2 separate regions of the Mus musculus genome follow, and region 1 is linked to region 2. A link is a contact called in public Hi-C data. All regions are on one chromosome and are shown on one strand. Each heading gives the region's core, a stretch centred on a gene start, on an enhancer-like site or on the middle of the called end of the contact. The rest is flanking DNA. Distances are from core to core; before and after follow the strand shown. Region 1 has its middle 40 kb from the start of Bms1. Region 2 holds the start of 1700069P05Rik (RIKEN cDNA 1700069P05 gene).

Region 1 (5,999 bases), core at 1,048-3,547, 130 kb before region 2:
TAAGCAATCGATGGACTTGAGTTTAGATTTGGCTCTCCGCAAGGAAGCCTGTGTGCTGGTTATTGTCCTAGATCCAGATGTGAAATTAGAATAGACAACAGCTGGGAACCTGGAGAGTTCCACATTGGCTTGTGTTGTTTTTCTCCTTGTAACAGCTCTGACAATAAGCAGCTTGAAGGATTCCACTCATGCCTGGAGGGTACAGTCCGTCACCACAGGGAAGATGGTGGCAGAGCTTAGGACAAGGGATTAAACTTTATTTCCCCACCTTCTAAGACTCCCATACAAATGTATAACACACTTCACACAAGACTTTACACAACGGCTGCTACATTATCTGGTTAAATAGTGGACCCCTCCTGAGCTCTTTGGAGCTCTTTGTTTCTGTGTGCCTGTTTTTAGACAACTGGCCCCTTGAATATGAGTTCAAATTCCAATGGGCAACAGTCACCACCTGTCTTAGAGTTGCTGTGAAGAGACACCATGACCATGGCAACTCTTATAAAGAAAAACATTTAATCTGGGCTCGCCTATGATTTCAGAGGTTTAGTCCATTATCATCATGGCAGGAAACATGGCGCTGTGCAGTCATATGTGCTGGAGAAGGAGCCAGAAAGTTCTACATCTGGGTTCACAGGCAGCAGGAAAAAAACTCACCCTGGGCGTGGCTTGAGCATCTGAGACCTCAAAGCCCACCCCAAGTAAGGCCACACTTACTCCAACCAGGTCACACCTCCCAATATCTACACTCCCTATGGACCCGTGGACACCATTTTTACTCAGATCACCACAGCACCTTCCTTTGAATAAAACTAAGTGTACTTCCTGTTTCTGGGTTGGCTCTCTGGGGCACACCCTCCTGGCCAAGAGTAAACTTTGCCTTGTCCAGACACCTATGTTGGAATAGTGGCCAGTCATTTATACAACCCTGAACTTAATTTCTAACAGTTTCAGTCTCCCTCGCCCGAATCATCTCTAACTCCTTGTCTATGAGGATCTGGGGTGATTGCCTTACTAGGACGGGCTGAAGAATTTTTTAGAAGCTGTTCTTGCTAACACTTTAATCTGTTGATTGAATACATTATAAGAACATACAAAAAGGCTGCATGCCTTGATGTGATGGGGAAGGGACAGAGCTTCATTTATGCCAGCCAGGGTCTGCAAAGACCCAGACTGGCTGTTTCCGCCCCTGCCCTGTCCTTGTCTGGTCATACCCATCGGATGCCATACTAGTTACCTTCTTCAGTGTTTCCCACCTTGCAGTTTATGCCTAGCATTTAATCACTCCCTTTACACGTTTTTACTGTAACAGCATTGATACTCTTGGTTAGGGTTTCAGAGCAAAGGCAACTTGGGTAGGAAAGGAGAGTTGTTTGTTATCTTACAGCTTGTGGTCTGCCATCAAGGGAAGTCACGGCAGGGCAGGAACCTGGAGACAGGAACTGATAGAGAGGCCATGGAGGAGTGCTGTTTACACAATGGCTTGCCCAGTCCCATTTCTCAGACAGCTCAGGACTACCTGCCTAGGGGTGGTACCACCCTCCACAAGGCCAGTCTTCCCACACCCATCCTTAGTAAAAACAGACTTGCCTTCAGATCAAGCTGATAAGGCATTTTCTCCATTGGAGTTCTCTCTTCTTAGATACCTTGTGCTAAGTTGACATAAAACTGGTCAGTACAGTGAGATTTCCTGTAGGAAGTAAGTCAGCTTTGTCCCCAGAACTCAATCTAAGGTCTTACCATCTTCCAGAGGCATCTAGACAGCTACCCCTCCCTTCCTCTGCAGCCTTAGCCCTGTCTCTTTGTTCTGTGCCCCACTTGCCCAGAAACTGTTTTAGATTCACCCCTACTTGGGAATTCTGTGCCTTGGCCCTGGCTCCTGAGTCTGTCCCCAGGGGTTCCATTCCATCTCTTCTAATGTTATTTGCATCTGTTAGCTGAAAGATCACAAGACTGGAAGGCTGACCTATGTAGGGTACTTTCTGAAGCTCTGCTGAAATGACTGAGAGCCAAGCTGGTAGCTGTTCCCTTGGGTTGTCTTTCCAGGCCCGGAGCTGGCCCGAGGCCCTTTATGCAGAACGTGCAGGGCATTGGAAGCTAGGCGTGCACACAGAGGAGCCTCGGTTTCCTTACCTGTATAATAAACAGAACCAGGGATATGCCGTGGCTCTGAGGTCTGCCTTTGGGACCAGAAGCAGCATCGATTCCGCTTGTGAGCCACTGTACCTCCACAGTGAGAGGTGTGGGTGGGAGGGAAGGAGTCAAGTGTGTGTACAGCTGCATGTGAGCATCTGCAAGTGTGCGCATCTGAATGCACTCAGGGAGACTGTCGTGTATGGCTGCAAACAAACACACATGAGCTCACATCTGGTTAGCGCACTCAGAGGACTTTCTTTCCCTAGATCCTAGGGGATTAGGGATGTGAGCCCCGTTCTCCGCACCTCCGTGTGAGATTATTAGCAGCTGCAGTGGTCAGAAAGACTGCATGCTGCTCTATGGAGCAGTCTAAGGAACCCCCATAAGGGTCTCTTCATTGGGAGTTACAGCAGCAACCACGAGATGGCGCCATAGGGCAAGGGCTGCAAGAGGAAGGCCAGCCTAACGGGGGCTTCAGAGCCAGACGCCCCCTTCAACTGAACGCTGATGGTTGCAGCCAGCCCCGGATGCTGACCCAGGCATACAGTGAGCACTGAGCACAGAATAACTGCTAGACAGAACTCTTACGATTATTTTGTGCTTATATTCCCAGGGCTGACTGCAGAGCGTGAGCTCACTCATTTTATCTGGAGCTTTGCATGTTTGTTTGTGTAAGAAAGAAAAAAATGTATCATTTAAAACATCCAGGGTTGAGCTCAAAGTACAAAAGAGTTTAATTTTGCCAGTCAGTAGCTATGTGGCTTTGGATATATCTTTGGGGAAAAAAAAGTGTGTGTGTGATATAATCAATTTTTAGAATACATGTGGATGAGTATGCATGGGTATAATGTGCACTACACCTATGGAAATGCGTGTGTGTTTGTATCTCGGCACATGTGTGCATCTGAGTATGACTGTCCTGATTAGTTATATATCCACCTTACATAAGCTAGAGTCATTTGGGAAAAGGGACACTCAATTGAGAAAATGCCCCCATAAGATCTGCCTGTAGACAAGACTGTAGGGCATGTTCTTGATTAGCAGTTGGTGTGGGCTGGCCAAGCTCGCTGGGGGCAGCTCTGCTCTTGAGTTTGGTCCTGTGTGGCTTAAGAAAGCAGGCTGAGAAAGCCATGAGGAGGAAGCCAGTCAGCAGTGTTCCACCATGGCTCCGGCTTCAGCTCCTGTTTCCATCTCCCCGCCCTGCTTGAGGTCCTTCCCTGGCTTCTGTGGTGAACTCAGATGTGGAAGTGTGAGCAACATAAAGTTTTTCCTCCTCAAGTTGCTTTCGGTCACGGTGTTTTATCACAGCAATAGAATTCTCTGTGTGGTTGCAGTATAGGTAAATGCTATAAGGGAGGGAGGAAGAGAGGGGGGTGAGGGAGGAGGGAGGGAGGGAGGGGGGGAAGGTTGAAGAGTTGAGAGGAAATAAGCTGAAGTTGGTAGAAAACATACATTTGTTGCCAAGGAGAGAAGCCACCACTTAAAAAAATCTTAAGGATCATTTTTGCCGGTGTAAGGTGGGGAAATCCATTTGTAGTTAAGAAGAGAGGGCTCTCTGTCGGGGGATGGACATGTCACTAAATTTCATCCCATGCTTTGGGGAACAAAGAGGAAGGCACAGCTAAGATGAAGGAAGAGGGCCAAACAGGAACCAGAGGCACAGAAAAAGGCTTAGGCACAGAGAGGGCAGCTGGGTAGCTGGATGAAGGTCCTTCTTTTGGGAAGAGGCCATTGCAGGAATTTGCCCTGGAAGGAAGGCAGGATCGACCAGGGTAGGTCAGACACTTGACCATGTTCTGGCCCAAGGCATCCCTCAGATGGGAAATGTTGGTGTTCAGCAACCACTGGAGAGACACAAAGTTTCTTCTCTGTGCTATGTCTTAAAATAAACTCCAGGGGGATTAAAAGTTTAAGCAAGATAAATAAGTACATAAATAAATGACGATCATAGCTCAGTGGTACAGCCTATGTCAGGCCCTGGAGTCAATTCTGACTGCATTTTTTTTTAAGGTAGCTAACTTGGGTCAGTCAAGGGAAGCTGGGGACGAGAAATGGACACAGAAAGTCACCCTGCTGCTGACTTAGGGTCTGAAAACATGCTGGGCTCGGGGAGGGCGTCCTAATTCCTGTCCCAAGGAGGCTGAGGTGAGGTCCTGAACCAAGAAAGGGAATGCTCAGGTGAGACAGCAACTGGAACCCAGCCCTGGACACAGAGTCACTTACCATATTGGTTTGGGGAAGGGAGATGTGCCCAGACCTTCAAGGCAACAAGGAGATGCCATCTGGTGACAGATTCCAGCGGTCCCAGGAGATAGAAAAACCCAGTAGAGCATGGCATGAATTAGCAGAGATAAAATCCCAGCTCAGGCTCAGCAAAGAAGTCTGCCGGGGGGGGGGGGGCACAGCAAGCTGAGGCGGCGGGGGGGGCACAGCAAGCTGAGGCGGCAGGGGAGGGGGCACAGCAAGCTGAGGCAGCGCGCGGGGTGGGGGCACAGCAAGCTGAACTCAGGAGCAGCAGAGAGCAGCTAATCTGCTGTATCGGCGTTCGTCCTTGCGTTGGTTCCCTTCAACAGTCGGTACCTAGGAATACACATAGGTTCCTGGAAACTTTCAGGAAAAATAAAAATGTTCTTAGAGAAGAGACTTAGAAACATGGGCACAGGATATACCTTGGATTTATCACTTGGACTTTTGTGGATTGAGTTAATAGAAGCTATGTCTCAAATATTCAGGGACCGCAAAGGGAAAAGTAGATTGGAGATTCCTTTCTGTGCTAAGAAAATCTAGGCAGCTCCTGTCATATGTTGTGGCTTCTTTCTTTCTCCCTCCCTCCCTCCCTCTCTCCCTCCCTCTCTCCCTCCCTCCCTCCCTCCCTCCCTCCCTCCCTCCCTCCCTCCCTCCCTCCCTTCCTTCCTTCCTTCTCTCCTTCCTTCCTTCCTTCTCTCCTTCCTTCCTTCTCTCTCTCTCTCTCTCTCTCTCTCTCTCTCTCTCTCTCTCTCTCTCTCTCATACCAGGCGAGGTGTGATTTGCATGCTCTTTATTTCGAACTCCAGTGCATCCCTCTCGTTTCACAGATAAAGTAGAAGAAAAGCTAAGCTAAAGAGAAGCTAAGTAGATGCCCCCATGGTTCTCACAGCCTTTCTTCTGTTGGGTGGAGGTGCAGATGCACTGAGACTTAGACAAGGAACTAGGTCAGCGCTTCTCAACCTTCCTAATGCTGCTACCCTTTTAATACAGCTCCTCATGTTGTGGTCACCCCTCCCCCCCCATCATAAAGTGATTCTCATTGCTTCATAATTATAAGTTTGCTACCTCTAGGAGTTGTAGTGTAAACATCTGATACGCAGGATATTTGCTATGTAGCATCTATGAGGGTTGTGACCCACAGGTTGAGAACCCCTGTGCTAGAACGTGTCCTTTCTAAATATGGAGAATCTGGCTGTGCAGGCGCTGCTGTGGGTAGACCCAGATCCTGCCCTCTGCAGCCACGTGGCTTCTCAAGGTACGCCCTGACCTGGACAGGAGGACCTGTGACAAGATCCCTGGGGATATCTGGCTTATCAGGTGTCTTCACAAGCCCTCTGGGAATGGAAGGTCCTGAGTCATCAAACCGGTGCTGTCTCCTGGCTTGTACACCCCTTCAGCCCTGGTGAGGCAGTAAGACTTCTGCCTTGGGTCCCAGGACAGACCCTCCCTCCTGCTGCGTCTGGGCCTGGTGGCCCCAGTTCTGCCATGTGTGAGCAGCAGCCTTTCCAGAAGCCACCCTCTCCAGGGGGATTTGATTAGGTCCTGGTGGTGTGACCTTGTTAATGCAATCAGGAAGTTCTCTCAAGACTTTCAGCTGCCTTGCTGGCAGCCTGGCT
Region 2 (5,246 bases), core at 628-3,127:
GGCTGGCTTTGGTCTCCTTGATCTGGAGACATGCAAAACGCGCAGCTCTCTCATGGCTGGGCATTGTCCCGGGAAATCCTGTCAGACCCAGCACAAGCCTTGTGCCAGTGAAACAGAGATGCCCTCTGTGTATATCTGGTGAAAGCCAGAGTGGAGGGTATGGAGGGGTGTTTACACAGATGTGCAAGGCTACTGCTCGAGCCCATCAATTTACCTCAGTGCATATGCCTGGTCTGTGGTGAGATTTAATTAAGGCCAAACCAGCCACAATCTTTGGCTCTTCGTGCTGAGGCTGAGCAAGACGGACATGCTGAGTTGACCTTTCTTTCCTCCAAGACTGCACAGTTAGGTTCCCTCTCTACTTCTGTGTCCCTGATCCCTCTGGTTGCCAGGCCTGGTTCCAGAACCTGGCCTCTGCTGTTTGTCAGGCACTGCAAAGAGATGAAGATGCCTGGCTGGCTGCCCTGGGAGGCTCAAGGTACACAACCTGTTCCCTGGAGTAACCCCATAAGAGGTTATGTCCTCTCAGCACAGAGGCCAGGGACAGGTCCTGGGTTCCCTCTAGGTTACTCTGTAGAGGACTGGGTACTCAATCCCCAAATGACGTGATGGTCACTCCATGGTCTTCTGGGAATGAGGTAAGTGTAAGACAGACCTGAGCAGAGAGAATCGTCAGAAGCACCTCCATGAGGGCCAAGAGAGGTGAACACAGGGCGCCTTCTTCAGAAGAGCATGCATGATAGCAGGGGGTTGGGGGGTTGTGAGGAGGCCACCTTTCCCCTTGGAAGACCCCTGCCAGGGTAAAGGGTGTGACATTAGTCATTCCTCTTCAGACGAACCCATGGGAAAGCAGAGAAAGAACACCTCTGCTGAGTCTGGCCAAAGAGACTTGAGGAAGGATGCAGCTAAGACGGGTCCCAAACAATAATTAAGAATGTTAGTTCAAAATAACATCTATCTACAACCGCCCATCTCATGCTGTCGGGTCACAGAAGCTGATACAAGACATGAAGGGGAGGAAAGGGATCGGAACCCCAAAGCCCAAGACAGACTAAAACCTGGTCTGGTCTCCGGAGCTGGATTCTCAGCCCAAACATCTGGAACCTCTGCATTGGATCCAAAGTTCCAGGAAGGAGCAGAGGACAGGTGGCCTCCACTTACCATGTGCCCTGCCCCGTGAACCCTGGGTCAGAACCAAATTGAGACCTGGAGGATCACTGCACCTGGGGTGAAGGGTAGCCAGAGTCTCTGCATCTGGGAAGCAGGGTGAGTGCCCACCTTTCTTTTCAGGACAGAAAAAGATGCCATATCCCTGCTACCTTGCTGGGTGCTGTGCTGCATTCTGCACAGACTCTCCAAGCTACTGCTGGCTCCTGATAAAGTCCCCACTCCATACCCACTGCTCTAGGGCACCAGGGGCCAGAGGCAGAGGGCATAAGCTCTGCGCAAACATCCTGCCGTCTCCCAAGGAGATTTTCTTTAATAAAAGACTGTGGAAATGTCAGCCAGTCTAAACAAATAGCAAGTTTTATGGAGCTTGAACAGCCTGCATACAATCCTGGAGGTGACTTTGGGGAAAAAAATCAGACTAAAAAGCAGGCACAGAACCTTTCAATATGGGAGCATTTAAGGTCACGATGACTGAACCAGAGACATAGAAGCCGCAGGAAGGAAGGAGATGTCCCCCACAGCCTAGACATGCTGTGTCTGTTCCTGGTCTCTAAGGAGCTGTCTTAGCTACTTTTCCATTGTGACAAAACACCATGACCAAGGCAACTTATAGAAGAGTTTATTAGGGCTTACAGTCCCAGGGGGTTAGTTCACGCCCCCCAAGGCAGGGAGCCTGACAATAGGCAGGCAGGTGTGGCACTGAAACAGTAGCTGAGAACTTACATCCACAACTATGAGGCAAAGAGAGATAACTGGGATAGTGTGGGCCTTTGAAACCTCATGGGTCACCCTCAGTGATACACCCCCTCCAGTAAGGCCACATCGTCCTGAACAGTTCCACTAACTGGGGACCAAGTATTGAAACATACTAAAGTCACATCAGATAAGGGCTCTCTCCTGAAGACCCCAGACAAAGGAACAAAGTGGGTGGACAGCCTTCCCCACACACCTCAGGGGTCTGTCTTCTTGGAGCATCAAAGTTCAGCTTCATTTCCTGTGTCAGGGAGGTCCCAACTCAGGCCTTGGGTCTAGGGGAGCTGCCAAACCCAGCAGTGGGTAAATATTTGTTCCCTCATGCCTATGGGCTTGGGACCTGCTGGGTTTAGGGGCAGGGGTTGAGACTCATGGGGCAAACAGACCTGAGGATCTAGGCACCTACATCCATTAAGGTTTGGAATTCAGAAGCAGTAGGCTGTAAGCACTCAACGTTCCTCTCAAGCAGCATGGATCCAGTTCTAGCCATATTGCCCCACAGGTAAGAAGTGGGTAGGACATCAGGCATGGGTCCCTAGGAATATACTATCTCTAGGCCCTTCCTGCCTCACTCTATGCCTCCTATTCGCCATAAGACAAGCAGCCTCCGGGACACGCTTCTGCCACATAATGTTCTGCCTCTATATGAGCCCAGAACCACAGTGCCCAAGGCACATGGGCTGAAACCCTGAGCCACAAAGAGAAGCCTTCCTTAAGTTGTCCTCCTAGGTACTGCGGTCACAGCAGTAAAAGGTAATCGATACAGTAAATCATCTAAGAGCTAGGACCAACATCAATGGTGAACTCTACACCACTGATGGGTAGCTGGGCCTCCATGAGCAGTAGAGAGAAGGAAAACAGTGGGGTAGTGTCCTTGTCAGATGTCGGAGTGACCAGAAATCTGTGGAAAGAAGTAATGCTGGATCTGGGGCACAGGCTAGGCCACAGACAGACATTCATTTTCTGCCTGGCTATCTCCTTATTCAAGGAGGTTCCATCCTTGGCAACTAACCACCATGCCACGAGGAAGCCCAGGGTTCCTGGGAAGGAACAACAAAACTATGTGTTCCCCCATCTGCTAGAGTAGGTGGAGTAGAGACAGCTGGTCCCTACCACACCCAGCCCGATGTGCAGTGTCCAGAGCAAAATCCACTTCGTTGGTGAGGCTTTGCAAGGCACGGAGTTCAGCATCAGGAGGTAACAGAATCAGTATTTGGGGCTCTTTTTCTATTCTGACTCCCAAGCCGGGTATTGAGCAAAGCAAAATTAGGCTACCACACTATCCCCTTTATGTCAGTCTCTCATCTGGGAGCATTTCTACCCTGAGGGACACAGTGGCCCCAGACAAGGCTAGACCCAGAAGCCAGAATCCCTGTCCCTTTGGAGCATACCTCCACTGTCATGAGCAGACATACTGTCTCATGCAATGCATGAACACATGAGAAACGTGTGTTCAGGACCCATTCTCACATACGAATAAGACTCCAGAGTCAGCTGAGTCCCTTGTCTCACGTGTCCCTACTTGACCTTGGAATAGGCGCATAGGGGAATGATTTAAAAGCCCTTATTCTCCATTTCTCCCTAGTGGTCCACCGGCTGTCTGCCCACCCACTGCTGGGACAGAAGCAGCTCTCAGCCACAGCCACCCCCATCAATCAATATTTTTAATTACCTTTACATGATTGACTAATAAAATTCTCCACTGACTAATTGATTTTTTGATGGGGAGATGAATTTTTTTTTCTCACCTAAATGGCAAGTTGTATTTCTTTTGGTCATTTTAGAAGAAGAAAAATGGGAGAGAGCAGGAATAAGGAGAGACCCAGAGGTTACGAAGATTATAGGCCCAAACTGAAATAAATTAACAGGCAGCCCCAATCACCATGTGGCCCAGCACACACCCAGACATCCTCCTATGCTGTGGTACCATGATGCTCAGGGGGACATTGGACACTGCTTCTTCAAGCAGCATGGGCGGCACTTTGCTTAAGCATCAACTGTTCCATTGTTCTTCAACCTGATCCGTAAAGTTTCCTTTACATTTTATTTATTTATTCATTTATTGCCGTATTGAGAATCAAACCCAGAACCTTACACATGCTAGCCATGTGCCGCATACCTAGTTATATATTCCCATCTCTTTCCTTTCTTTTTAAATACAATCACTGCGTTTCAAATTATTAGAGCAGCTTATTTATTGCCTGTAAGTTGGAAAAGGCAGGCAAATCTAATTAAACACAAAGAGAACTTGCCATAAGCCATGGTGTCAGTGAGCAGAGGCCACTACCGAGGCTGGCTTCACTGCCAGTCACCCACTAGCTCCTAACAGCAGCATTTTCTATTCTGCTCACTGCCCTGGTGCCTAAAGTTGACCAGTACAAGAGACATTCAGTCCCTGCCTTTCACTTGAAGAAATGAATCTATTTCAGCCATATTAAAAAAAAAAGTGGGTCCCAATGGAAAATGCAGAGTAAGAGAAATATAATTTTAATATCTATTATGGGGGAAAAATCAGACATATGGACAAGAAAAAGAGCAATACAATGAACTCCAATGTCCCATCACCAAGAACCACCAATATCTATAGCTTTATTGATCTTCACAGCTCGCTGTTCAGTTAGCATAGTTCTTAGAGACAAGAGCTACCAAACACATTGGACTTAGCAGTAGAGTATTTGTCGGCTGTGCAGAAAGCCCTGAGCTGGAGACATGGCTACACACAGAGATTTGCACACAAAGAACAACAAAGAGGGAAGCCAATGCCTCTTTGCTTAGAGTTTAGTACAACAGGAGGGATAGTCTTACAGGGACTTTGAGGCAGGTGAGGTGAGATATAGCAAGATATTTATAGTAGATAGAGCAAGACTTCTAATGTGCCCTGGGACACTGGGGGGCAGCTAGCTAGAAGCAGGGGTGTGTGACTGGGAGCAGAGTGGGGTGAATTTAGGCTCTTTCTGGCTACTCCTAAGTAGAGGGGGCTTAGAGAATTTGTCATTATTGATCAAAGTCTGGCCCTTTAGGGTCAATTGCACAGGTTATTATGCTGGTTCCTAAGTCGTCCCTAGAGACATAGGCTGGCTTCTTGCTTCTGATTTTGGGTCAGAGGTTTTTTTTTGTTTGTTTGTTTGTTTGTTTTGTTGGTTTTTTTTTGTTTTCCCTCCATTTTTGAGACAGGGTCCTCTGTGTAGCCCTGGCTGTCCTGGAATTCATTGTGTAGACCAGGCTGGCCTCAAACTCAGACATCTACCTGCTTCTACCTCCTAAGTGCTGGGATCAAAGGCGTGAGCCACCACCATGCAACTATTTTATACCAACCATCGTCT

What was found. Hi-C and Micro-C count contacts between places; a contact is called where the count stands out from the background.
Region 1: a contact with region 2 is called in a Hi-C map of the N1E-115 cell line, with 4 times the contacts expected there. The contact joins the enhancer-like site here to the promoter of 1700069P05Rik in region 2. A contact is called at or near these places in 3 of 484 Hi-C or Micro-C datasets (the C2C12 cell line, the N1E-115 cell line and palatal mesenchyme).

The regions. Positions count from the first base shown.
Region 1 is chr6:118,376,244-118,382,242 of GRCm38.p6, reverse strand. No RefSeq gene overlaps it. Among named protein-coding and RNA genes, the nearest start is that of Bms1, 40 kb to the left of the region's middle. Within about 2 kb of position 2,297, at least 18 of the 459 cell types and tissues checked have an H3K27ac peak or open chromatin away from gene starts, as enhancers often do. A contact at or near this core is called in the N1E-115 cell line, where this site is marked.
Region 2 is chr6:118,245,085-118,250,330 of GRCm38.p6, reverse strand. 1700069P05Rik (RIKEN cDNA 1700069P05 gene) reads left to right here and starts at 1,877. Exons shown (of 3, transcript NR_040527.1): 1 at 1,877-2,425; 2 at 3,011-3,120; 3 at 3,509-3,636.